Linked DNA regions of Mus musculus: all the other regions are linked to region 1. Evidence: chromatin contacts called from public Micro-C and promoter capture Hi-C data. All regions are on one chromosome and are shown on one strand. The core of a region is the stretch at or near the end of the contact, and the rest is flanking DNA. Distances in the headings are between cores, read along the strand shown.

Region 1 (3,456 bases), core at 299-2,798:
TCAATCCCCTGCCCCAGTACTCACATCAATCCCCTGACCCAGAAGCTCCTTTAGCACCTGGCTACACAGCAGTCGCAGCTTCACAGAGGACTGAAAAGGATGTCCCTGTCTCAGCCAGACTGACCAACCTTACCCCTCACTGCTAGGGGACTGGCTGAAGGAGGGCCAGCCACGTGACCAAGGTAACAGAGCATGAGGCCCCATCCTCAGGGAGACTCCTTCACCACCCCAGCCCGCTTCCAGCTCCCAGTCCCAATCTCCTCCTTCCACCCTGAGCCTCTCTCCTCCCAACCCTAAGTAAACCAGTGCACTTAACAATTTTGGCCAGTGTGCTGATCTCTGCCAGGACCCAGTCGGGACAGTCCAGATCGCCACAGAACCGGAACCTCTGCAAGAGAGTAACGTGGGAAGGCAGGCTGGCGGTTGGGCTGAGGTGTGGCCAGGAATGAGTACTGTCTGGTCACCTGTTGTCCCCTATGTCCAGACTGTTGTGAATACTCTGCCCACACTGCCACCTGACCTCGTTCTGACTTTTACTCTCTGCATCCGTGGCAATTTTCCTTAAGTGTCTACCATGCTCCAGCCACAACAACTTGCCCGATTCTCCTTGTTACCCCAGCCCCACTTCTGCCTTCACCTTTGCTGGGCCCTTCCTGGTCCTAGGTTTTTCCAGGCTTGTTGGCAGTGCTGGGGCTCAAAGTCAGGGCCTCGGGCACATCTACCACCGAGCTACAGCACCAGATTCCACTTCCCATAATCTCCTAGTTAACAAAGCACTTTGGGCAGCCAGAGGGAATGCTCGCTATTTTGATAATAGTGATCCAAGTCCCAGTGAGACTTAATCTTTGCTTGTCTCGCTTGATCTTCACCAAGCTCTAGCGCGACAGGATGTGGCACTCTCAAGGAGCCTGGCTCATTCAGAGACTGCACGGCTGTTTCTTGTCTGAGGCTATTCTTTCTCTGCCTCCGCTTCTCATCCGGGTAACACAAATTACCCTTCACCGAGTTGCATCTTCAAGAGTCCTAACACTGCGCTCACGGTTCAGGAAAGCCTCTGCAGTTGGAGAAAGACCTACGGCTGCCAATTCTTGCTTCTGACTTGCCCTCCCCTTCTGCAGCTCGAATCCCGATGCCTGTATGGGCTGGACACTCAACACGCATCTCCTGAATGAATGGATTATGAATCAGAAAGCTTAACCCAATCCCAAAACCACTCCTTCGCTCAGGAAAGCGAGGAGAGGCTTCCTAACCAGTCCTAAGCATGTTTTCGTCCTGTGACCCGACAGTCAGGGAAGTGGGTGACCCAGGGAGGTCCCTTGGGGGCCGTGGAGAGTCTGAGAATCCGGGAGGTGGGACCCTCCGGCCCAGGGATGGACGCGAGGAAACGCGGCTGCGCCTGCAGACTCCGACGTTCCGCCGCGCCCAGGCAGGCGCCAGTGAAGATTGTCTCCTTAAGCTCCTAGAACCACCGAACCCCTTTGTCGCCCGATACCCAACTTCCCATCTTTCCCAATCCCTCACCATGATGTCAGGAGATCCAATCCAGAGCTTCTTCCGGCTTGACTCAGGTCAGCTGACTCTGTGATCACATGACACCTACTGGTACAGGGAGGGCGGACCGTTAATGTAACCAATTGAGAATGCATATTCCTCCAGGAACAAGCAGCCTCTAGCGTTTCACCGGGATTATCTAAACAGAAGGGGATGGGTGGAAATAATTCCATTAATTACTTGGAGGGAGGATCCCATGATCCACGAGTATTGAAGTGGGTTCCACGGTTTCCTTCTTAAGCAATACCGTTATAAAAAACTATGGACTATGACAAAATATTTTTTAATGAAAATCTTACTGACTGCCTAGGGCGTGAGGGCACGCATCTGAAATAACAACACTTGAGAGGCTGTGAGGCAAAAGGATCAGAAGTTTAAGACAGCCTGGACTACAGAGTGAGACTCCAAACCTAAAACTGCCCAGATGGCTTAGAGTACCACCCAAGTTCGAACCCCGGAACCTTGTATAAAGGTGGAAGGAGAGCGCCAACTCACAAAAATCGTTCTCGACACAAGTATGGCCACGCTTGCAGCACACACACACACACACACACACACACACACACACACACACACACACACTAAACCTTTCAGGTGCCTAGCACCCATGTAAAACTCTGGACTAGGGGGTGTAAATAGAGATAGGTGGATCCCCAGAGCTCACCAGCCTCTTAGTCAAACTAATCTGTGGGCTCCTAGTACAGTAAGAGGCCCGGGTTGGACAGGTAGGGGTGGGGGAGTGGAGCTCGAAGACACTTAGCAAATGATGTTGACCTCTGACTGCCATGTGCACACAGGGGCATTCACACACACACACACACACACACACACACCCCAAATCACCCACCTATACACTAAAACAAAAATATATTAATGAACATAAATAAGACACTATTAAAAATATGATGCACGTGCAGGAAATTATATGTAAGGGTGAAGCTAAAAGAATCTTCATAAACTGTACCCCTCACCCCCGTGTAAACATAACCAGTAACCAGATTAAAACAAACAAACCCAGAATGTTACTAGTACCCTCCCTCCTCATATCTCCTTCAAGTCTGGCTGTTTTTTAAAACTCCTTATTGATTCTTGGAGTTTCACATCATGCACTCCACTTCCCTCATATCCACCCTTCTTCCCCAAATAAAACACAAGCACAACCACACATACACATACAAGCACACACACACCACCACTACCAACAACAACAACAACAACCAAGCACAGAAAAAGTTCAACTTGGCCAGGCGGTGGTGACACACACCTTTAATCCCAGCACTTGGGAGGCAAAGGCAGGGTGATTTCTGAGTTCGATGCCAGCCTGATCTACAAAGTGAGTTCCAGGACAGCCAGGGCTACACAGAGAAATCCTGTCTTGAAAAAAAAAACAAACAAACACCCCCCCCCCAAAAAAAAAGAAAGAAAGAAAGAAAGAAAGAAAGAAAGAAAGAAAGAAAGAAAGAAAGAAAGAAAAAGTTCAACTTGGAAGCTGTAGTGTGTCACAGTGTGTCCCACAGTCTATCCCTCTGTCCACACACCTTCACTTGCAAATGTTCATTGCAATGAGTCATTGGTCTGGTTCAAGATCTCTGGCTTCTGCGACACCATCAATATTGGGTTCTCATCGGAACTCCTCCCAGTTACCCCGTTGTTGTTTTGTGTTATGGAGACCCTGCAACAGCAGGACTGGCCTTCACACATCTCAATCCTTCGCAGATGATACAGATTTTGGGGTGGGTCAATTCACAGACCAGGATCTGGGCCTGGGTGATAGCTGAGCTGGTCAGCCCACCAGATCTGCCCCATCAGCACCACCAAAGCAAGTTCTCCAGCACTGGTCCCGATAGGACATCCAATTCTTCCATTAGAAGGAGGCAGGGTCAGCTCTCCTGCTCTCATGGGGCC
Region 2 (3,456 bases), core at 429-2,928, 210 kb before region 1:
GGGTGTGCTACTACTTAGTGATTGTTATATATATTTAATAATAACAGGAGAAGCATATTAATAGCAGGAATCTCTCCTAAAATGAGTCCCTTACAGCCTCGCTTAATAAGGGCTCACCTGTCACAAATTATATAATAATCCGAGCCGGGTGGTGGTGGCGCACGCCTTTAATTCCAGCACTTGGGAGGCAGAGGCAGGCGGATTTCTGAGTTCGAGGCCAGCCTGGTCTACAAAGTGAGTTCCAGGACAGCCAGGGCTATACAGAGAAACCCTGTCTCGAAAAACCAAAAAAAAAAAAAAAAAAAAAGAAAAGAAAAAATAATAATAATCCGAAGCAGGCCACTTCAGGATGATCAACTGCTAGTTATTAGCTTGTCCCATTATGGTTCCTGACAACCCTGGCCAAATTACTCCCCCACCACCACCCACAGGGCTCCTGACTTTCCAGGAACTCTGCAGACCAGGCTGTCCTTTAACTTAGAGATCTGCCTTTCTCTGCCTCTTGAAAGCTGGCATTAAAGGCATGTGCTAGCACTACCAGCCAGTCCTGCTTTCACCCCCTGTTGTTCGATTACAGGGTGGTGCCACTGCAAGTTTAGCGCAGGCTATACAAACACATTGATTGCTGAGCAACATCCCTAGCCACACCCCAGTTCATTGAGGTGTTAGAAGCAACGCATCTGGCTCACATTATAAGCATTAAGTAGCAAGTCCTGTTTTCATTTTACATGCTAGAAGTCTTACCCTGCAGACACGATGTATGGGTTTGCTTAGGGTCTCCTAAATCTCGGTCACTCATGTAACTACTTTCAAACCGGACTAAGTGCTGCACTCAAATGCTGAACGTTACCTATCAGGAATCGAGCCAGGTCCCTTTCCGCGTCATGTTAGAAAGGAGAATAGGGATAGCAGTGGTGGCGCACGCCTGCACGCCTTTAATCCCAGCACTCGGGAGGCAGAAGCAGGCGGATTTCAGAGTTCGAGGCCAGCCTGGTCTACAAAGTGAGTTCCAGGACAGCCAGGGCTATACAAAGAAAGAGAGAGAGAGAGAGAGAGAGAGAGAGAGAGAGAGAGAGAGAGGAAGAGAGAGAGAAAGAGAGAGAAAGAGAGAGAGAAAGAGAAAGAGAGAGAAAGAAAGAAAGAAAGAAAGAAAGAAAAAGAAAGAAAGAGAGAAGAGAGAGAAAGGAGAGAGAGAAAGAGAGAGAGAAAGAAAGAAAGAAAGAGAAAGAAAGAAAGAAAGAAAGAAAGAAAGAAAGAAAGAAAGAAAGAAAGAAAGGGAAAGGAAAAAGGAAGGGAAGAAACGTTTATTAGTTCGAAACCTGAAAGCCATTCAGAAAATCGCACAAGCAAGACAAAAGGGCTGTCAGTGCAACTCTCGAGTTTGGGCACACCCGGAGAGGTGGCGGCCACGAAGTCACGGTTTTGTCAGTGAAAGGATCCGGGGCAAGTTTGCGATCAGTACTGAAGGCTCCGTATCGCGGACAATCTCGCTAGAATCCCGAAAAAGCCTAAACCAAATCTGGAAGCCCCTCCCTAGGGAGAAGAGTCGCTCAGTTCAGGGCGGAAGTAATGTCCTGCCCGACTCAACTCCCGCGATGCACCACGGTAGGCGGAGCCGGAAGTTCGAGTGCAAGCTTGAGCGGGGCGTGTCTAGCTCCGCTAAGGCACCTAATTGGTCAGTCGGCACAGGCACTGGCGGCGTGCGCGAGTGGTACGGACGTGCGGTAAGTCTGGCCCTGTCTAGTTTGGCGTTCTCTCAGCCGCAAGCTCAAACTTCTTCTGATGACCCAGGGCTGGCTTCGCAGCCGTTACCTGGGGAGGCTGGCCAGTCTTGGGGACTTGGACTTGGCCATATTTTTGTCGTTGTATTCCAGGCAGTCTGGCTCAAACTCATGAGGAACATTTATGTGTGGCAGGGAGAATTCTGTAACCGAAAGACAAACGACTCCATTGCTAGAGAGACAGTAGCGGGGAGGGCGGCAGAGTTCACGGACGTGTGGTGGGAGCATCTATTGGGCTGGAGAAGAGGCTTGGGTGAGCCTGACACTTAGGAATTAGTTCGCTTCTTTTCCTCGGCCTCCTGCCTTGCTGCCATTGCAGGTGTATGACACGTAAGGTCCTGTTAGGGATCATTTCTATGGCATACTTCAGGATACCTTGACGGGGAAGCTCAGTAATTATCTACTGAATACTCCCGGTTATTTTACAAACACTCTGATGCACACCTTAAATCCACACTGATAATAGTCACTTTTAACAAATTTTCTTAGAAAGTATTCTTAGCCGGGTGTGGTGGTTGCATACCTTTAATCTCAGCACTCAGAAGGCAGGCAGGTCTCTATGAGTTCGAGGCCAGCCTGGACTACAAGGAGAGTTCCAGGACAGAAAACCTGTCCCCAAAACAAAACAAAACAGAAAAAAAAAAAAGTATTTTTAATGTCTTAGGATATAGGAATGCAGCTTTCTTCTTTTTCTCCTGGGTTTCAGACCCAAGGCTTGGTGCAAATATGGTGCGCACTTTGGCAAGTACTTTACCAAGTGGAGGTATGGCACCATCCTTTGTTCTTTTATTTGTTTATTTTCCTATATGCATATGTGTATGTGTGTTTTGCCTACATGTCTGCACACCACATGGGTGCCATGCTGGGAAGAAAGTCAGAAGAGAGTTCCAGTTAGTTCCCTGGAATTGGTTTACAGGTGGTCATGAATTACCACATGAAACCCAGGTCCTCTGGAAGAGCAACCAGTACTCTCTTTTTTTTTTTTTTTTTTAACTAGTGCTGTGTGTGTTTTTAAGATTTATTTATTTTTATTTATATGAGTACACTGCAACTGTCTTCAGACACACACTAGAAGAGTGCATCAGATCTCATTACAGATGGTTGTGAGCCACCATGTGGTTGCTGGGAATTGAACTCAGGACCTCTGGCAGAGCAGTCAGTGCTCTGAACCGCCAAGCCATCTCTCCAGCCCCGCAACCAGTACTTTTAACCTAATGGCTGAACCATCTCTCCAGTACCCTTCCACCCTGTCCTATCCTGTCCTGTGCATTCTTGCAAGATGGAAACAGTTGATAACAGTGTAAAGGTACTTCCCACTGCAGAACTGTATATTTGAATGGTTAAGATGCTCACTAACCTCACTCCATCCCCAAATCAATCAAAACCAAGCACTGTCACTGGGCTACAAAGCCAGCTGCTTAGCTACATTGACGGACCAGATTGCAGAACTGGGAATTGGACCTAGGGACATCACACATGCAATGGAAACACTCCTCTATTGAGTTATAATTCCAGCTACCCCCTTTAAAAAACGATTTAGTTTATTACGTGCCTCACTATATGTATGTGTGCCATGTGCTTGTCTAGTGCTCACAGAGGCCAGAAGAGAGTATCAGATTTGTTGTGAGCCACTGTGTTGGTGCTGGGGATTGAATCTAATTCCTCCGTAAGAGTG
Region 3 (3,456 bases), core at 458-2,957, 200 kb after region 1:
CATCTTACTTTGTTGGACTCTCTTCCACATTGGGTGATTTGATAGTTAATCCTCGCTGTCAAGTTGACTAGATTTAAAGGAGGCTGATATGGCTGTCTCCTGAGAGGCCCTGCTAGAGCCTTACAAATACAGAGGTAGATGCTTGCAGCCAACCATTGGCCTGAGCGAGGGGTCCCCAATAGAGGAGTTAGAGAAAGGACTGAAGGAGTTGAAGGGGTTTGCAACGGCATAGGAAGAACAACAATATCAACGACACCCCCCTCCCCCAGAAAGCTCCCAGAGACTAAGCCATAAACCAATGAGTGCACATGGCTCCAGCTGTATATGTAGCAGAGGATGGCCTCATCAGGCATCAATGAGAGGAGAGGACCTTGGTCCTATGAAGGCTTGATAGATGCCCCAGTGTAGGGGAATTGAGGGCAGAGAGGTGGGGGTGGGTGGGTGGGTAGGTGGAGAAACACCCTCATAGAAGCAGGAGGAGGGAGGATGGGATAGGGGATGTGATGGTTTGTATATTCTTGAGCCAGGAAATGGCACCATTTAGAGGTGTGGCCTTGTTGGAATAGGTGTGACCCGGTTGAAGTAGGTGTGTCACTGTGGGTGTGGGCTTAAGATCCTCAGCCTAGTTGCCTGGAAGTCAGTCTTCCACTAGCAGCCTTTGGATGAAGATGTAGAACTCTCAGCTCCTCCTGTGCCATGCCTGCCTGGTTACTGCCATGCTCCCACCTTGATGATAATGGACTGAACCTCTGAACCTGTAAGCCAGCCCCAATTAAATGTTGTTTTTATAAGACTTGCCTTGGTCATGGTGTCTGTTCACAGCAGTAAAACCCTAACAAAGATAGGGGGTTTCCAGGAGTGGGGGGAACCAGTAAAGGGGATAACACTTGAAATGTAAATAAAGAAAATATCCAATTAAAAAAGAAAAAAGAAAGAAAAAAGAATCACATAAGAGACACTTCTGGGTATATCTGTGAGAACATTTCCAGAGAGTTTCACTGAGGATGGAAAATCCAACCTGAATGTGGGTGACTGGGCACCACCTGAACACAAGGACAGAGCAAGTGGAGCTCAGTGGTTATCTCCCTCTGTTTCTAACTGCAAGTGGTCCTCCCTTCTCCCTAGGGTAACTGGCCACCATCCCATGAGGGTAAAGGGAACAGAGTCGACGAATGGGGTTTCAGACAGCCCATAGTGTGACTGAGATGACAGACTTATCTCTGGGATCAGTTTCAGAAAGACAGTTCAACCTTATTCAGGGTGAATGGTGCTTATATAAAATGTTGGGGGAGGGGGTACGAATATCCAGGGTGGGTAGAGGTCCTTGCCTGCTACCTAAGATACTAAGATACCTCATTAGTGACCAAGCCAGATCAGTCAGTCACCCAGGTCTCAAGGGAGGAAGCCAGGATTGAAAAGAAAAAGACAATTAGACAACATTAAAACATGACTCCAGCCAGTGCTGAGGCTGAAGTGGGTTTATTTTTTTCCCAGTCTGCTTTTATACCATTTTAAGTACATTCAAAGAATGAGGTCAGTTCTAGGTCAAGGAATAAACAGGACACAAAGTCCTGTGATCACTTTTTCTATGGGCATATCAGGTTGACTAAGATCAAAAGAATGCCACACATTCCCCAGCTGAGTTTACCCAGAGCTTTGTATTAGCCCAAATGTGAAGATTCTTATCTGAGCCTACTTCCTTGTCCTAGCCCAATGTCAAATTCCTGCCAAATTCCTACAAGGCCACCCCAAAAGTTCTCCACACATTAGCATGGGGAGGCATTCCAAGAATCTCAAATGTTTGATGAATGGGTTTCTTTTGGGGAGAAAGGGTCTTGGATCTGTGATTTCTCTAAGGGCTATGTGACATTCCTCTGGAAGGGAGTGTGGGATCTGGTATCCCCCAAGTAGAGCAGAGGAAGCCTAGCTGACAAAGGGAGTCTGACATTTTGCATTGGGTGTTTAACAATTCTGCTTTCTCTGTGCTATCTATAAGCTTGTGCCCTCTACAGGGCAAGAGCTTAACGCAGGAGCTGATGCAGAGGCCATTGAGAAGTACTCATGGCTTGCTCAGCCCACTTGCTTATAAAACCCAGTCCCACCTGTGCAGAGGTGAGACCGCCCACAATGGGCTGAGCTCTTCTACATCAATCACTGACTTAGTTAGGGCTCCCATTGCTGTGAAGGGTCAGCAGGACCAAGGCAACTCTTATAAAGGACAACATTTAATTAGGACTGGTTTACAGGTTCCATCCATTATCATGTATGGCAGCACCCAGGAAGGTATGGTGTGGGAAGAGGTGAGAGTGCCACATTTTGTTCTAATGGCAAACAGGAGAAGGCTGGCTCCTAAGTAGCTAGGAGAGGGTCTCACTCCCTGCCCTTCCCGGTGGCACAGTTATTCCAACAAGGTCACACCTCCTAATAATGCCACTCCTTGGGGCAAGCATAGTCAAACCACTACCATAACTAATTAAGAAAATGCATCGTAGGCCAGTCGTATGTGAGAGTTTTCTTGAGATTCCCTCTTCCAAATGACCTTATATCAAATTGACAGCAAACTAGCCAGCAAATAGGTCCTGTACCTGTCACTCCTTAACCGCATGATGGACTAATGATGACTTTCAAACTAAACCAAAATAAACCCTTGATTCTTCTAGTTGCCTTTTGTCAGATATTTTTTAACAGTGATGAGAAAGGAAACCAACACTGGATTGGTGCTGAGGGGTGGGCTTGCTGCTGTGAGGCACCTTATTGGGTAGTAAACAAGCCTTCGACTGGTTTAGAGGAAAATTTGGGAGAGTTTGGATGTGAGGGCAAGAGAAAACCTGAAATGCTGACAAGGGGTTTAATGGGCTGTGCGGTGGTAGTTTGGAGGAGCAGAATGCCAAGAGAAATTCAAACAAGTTGAGGTTTGGCTCATGAGGCTTCAGAGAAGAATAAAGAATCCCCCAGAGGCTATTTATGTTGCATTCTGTCCCCACGGCCCCCAAATCTGGCTGTGCTCTTCCCACATCCTGAAAATCTAAATGAGGCTACATTTCAAAGTAATAGGCTAAGTTATTTGGTTAAGGAAGTTTCAAGACAACATATCCAGGATGTGGTGTGGCTAATGCTTGCTGCTGTTCATCGGATCTATAGTGAGAGAGAGTGGACGTACATGGGCATCCATGAAGAAACCTGCAGATACAGAGTGAAGCCAGCCAGAGAGTTTATGCTGCAGGCAGAAGAACTGAAGGGAGAGGGGGGTACCCAAGGCCGTGGAGCCCAAAGGAAGTCATCTGGAGTTCCAGATGTCAGACACAGAGCTTTAGGGTTTGGGTTAGGTTAAGGCTTCTTGGCTGGGATCCCATCTTTGTAAAGTAATTTTTATTCACCAGATGTAATTGTCTTTTTGGAGGCTCACTGCTGAGTAAGCTTACTCTTTCTAGCTCTTTCTAAACGCTGACTGGCTGG

Evidence for each region. A called contact is a pair of places that touch in the nucleus more often than the background predicts. Capture Hi-C pulls out chosen DNA fragments and counts their contacts.
Region 2: a contact with region 1 is called in a promoter capture Hi-C map of liver. The contact joins the promoter of Snupn here to the promoter of Commd4 in region 1. A contact is called at or near these places in 25 of 39 promoter capture datasets (the 3T3-L1 cell line, the C10 cell line, the HPC-7 cell line and 17 more), 36 of 484 Hi-C or Micro-C datasets (3T3-L1-derived adipocytes, B cells, CD4 T cells and 27 more), 35 of 115 datasets of contacts at active chromatin or transcription factors (the 230-238 cell line, the SCID.adh cell line, SST interneurons and 25 more) and 5 of 9 other capture datasets (adipose tissue, embryonic stem cells, liver and 2 more).
Region 3: a Micro-C map of embryonic stem cells shows a contact between it and region 1, with 3 times the contacts expected there. The contact joins the enhancer-like site here to the promoter of Commd4 in region 1. A contact is called at or near these places in 8 of 39 promoter capture datasets (HPC-7-derived erythroid cells, embryonic stem cells, hematopoietic stem and progenitor cells and 4 more), 20 of 484 Hi-C or Micro-C datasets (the BV-2 cell line, the Ba/F3 cell line, CD4 T cells and 8 more), 7 of 115 datasets of contacts at active chromatin or transcription factors (embryonic stem cells and large pre-B cells) and 2 of 9 other capture datasets (adipose tissue and liver).

What each region holds. Positions count from the first base shown.
Region 1 is chr9:57,156,751-57,160,206 of GRCm38.p6, forward strand. It overlaps Commd4 (COMM domain containing 4), which reads right to left and starts at 1,549. Exons shown (of 8, transcript NM_025417.2): 1 at 1,522-1,549; 2 at 317-388; 3 at 25-90. The coding sequence starts at 1,524.
Region 2 is chr9:56,949,230-56,952,685 of GRCm38.p6, forward strand. Snupn (snurportin 1) reads left to right here and starts at 1,679. Exons shown (of 9, transcript NM_178374.4): 1 at 1,679-1,724.
Region 3 is chr9:57,352,949-57,356,404 of GRCm38.p6, forward strand. No RefSeq gene overlaps it. Among named protein-coding and RNA genes, the nearest start is that of 4930430J02Rik, 36 kb to the right of the region's middle. Within about 2 kb of position 1,708, at least 16 of the 459 cell types and tissues checked have an H3K27ac peak or open chromatin away from gene starts, as enhancers often do. A contact at or near this core is called in embryonic stem cells, stem cell-derived epiblast-like cells and trophoblast stem cells, where this site is marked.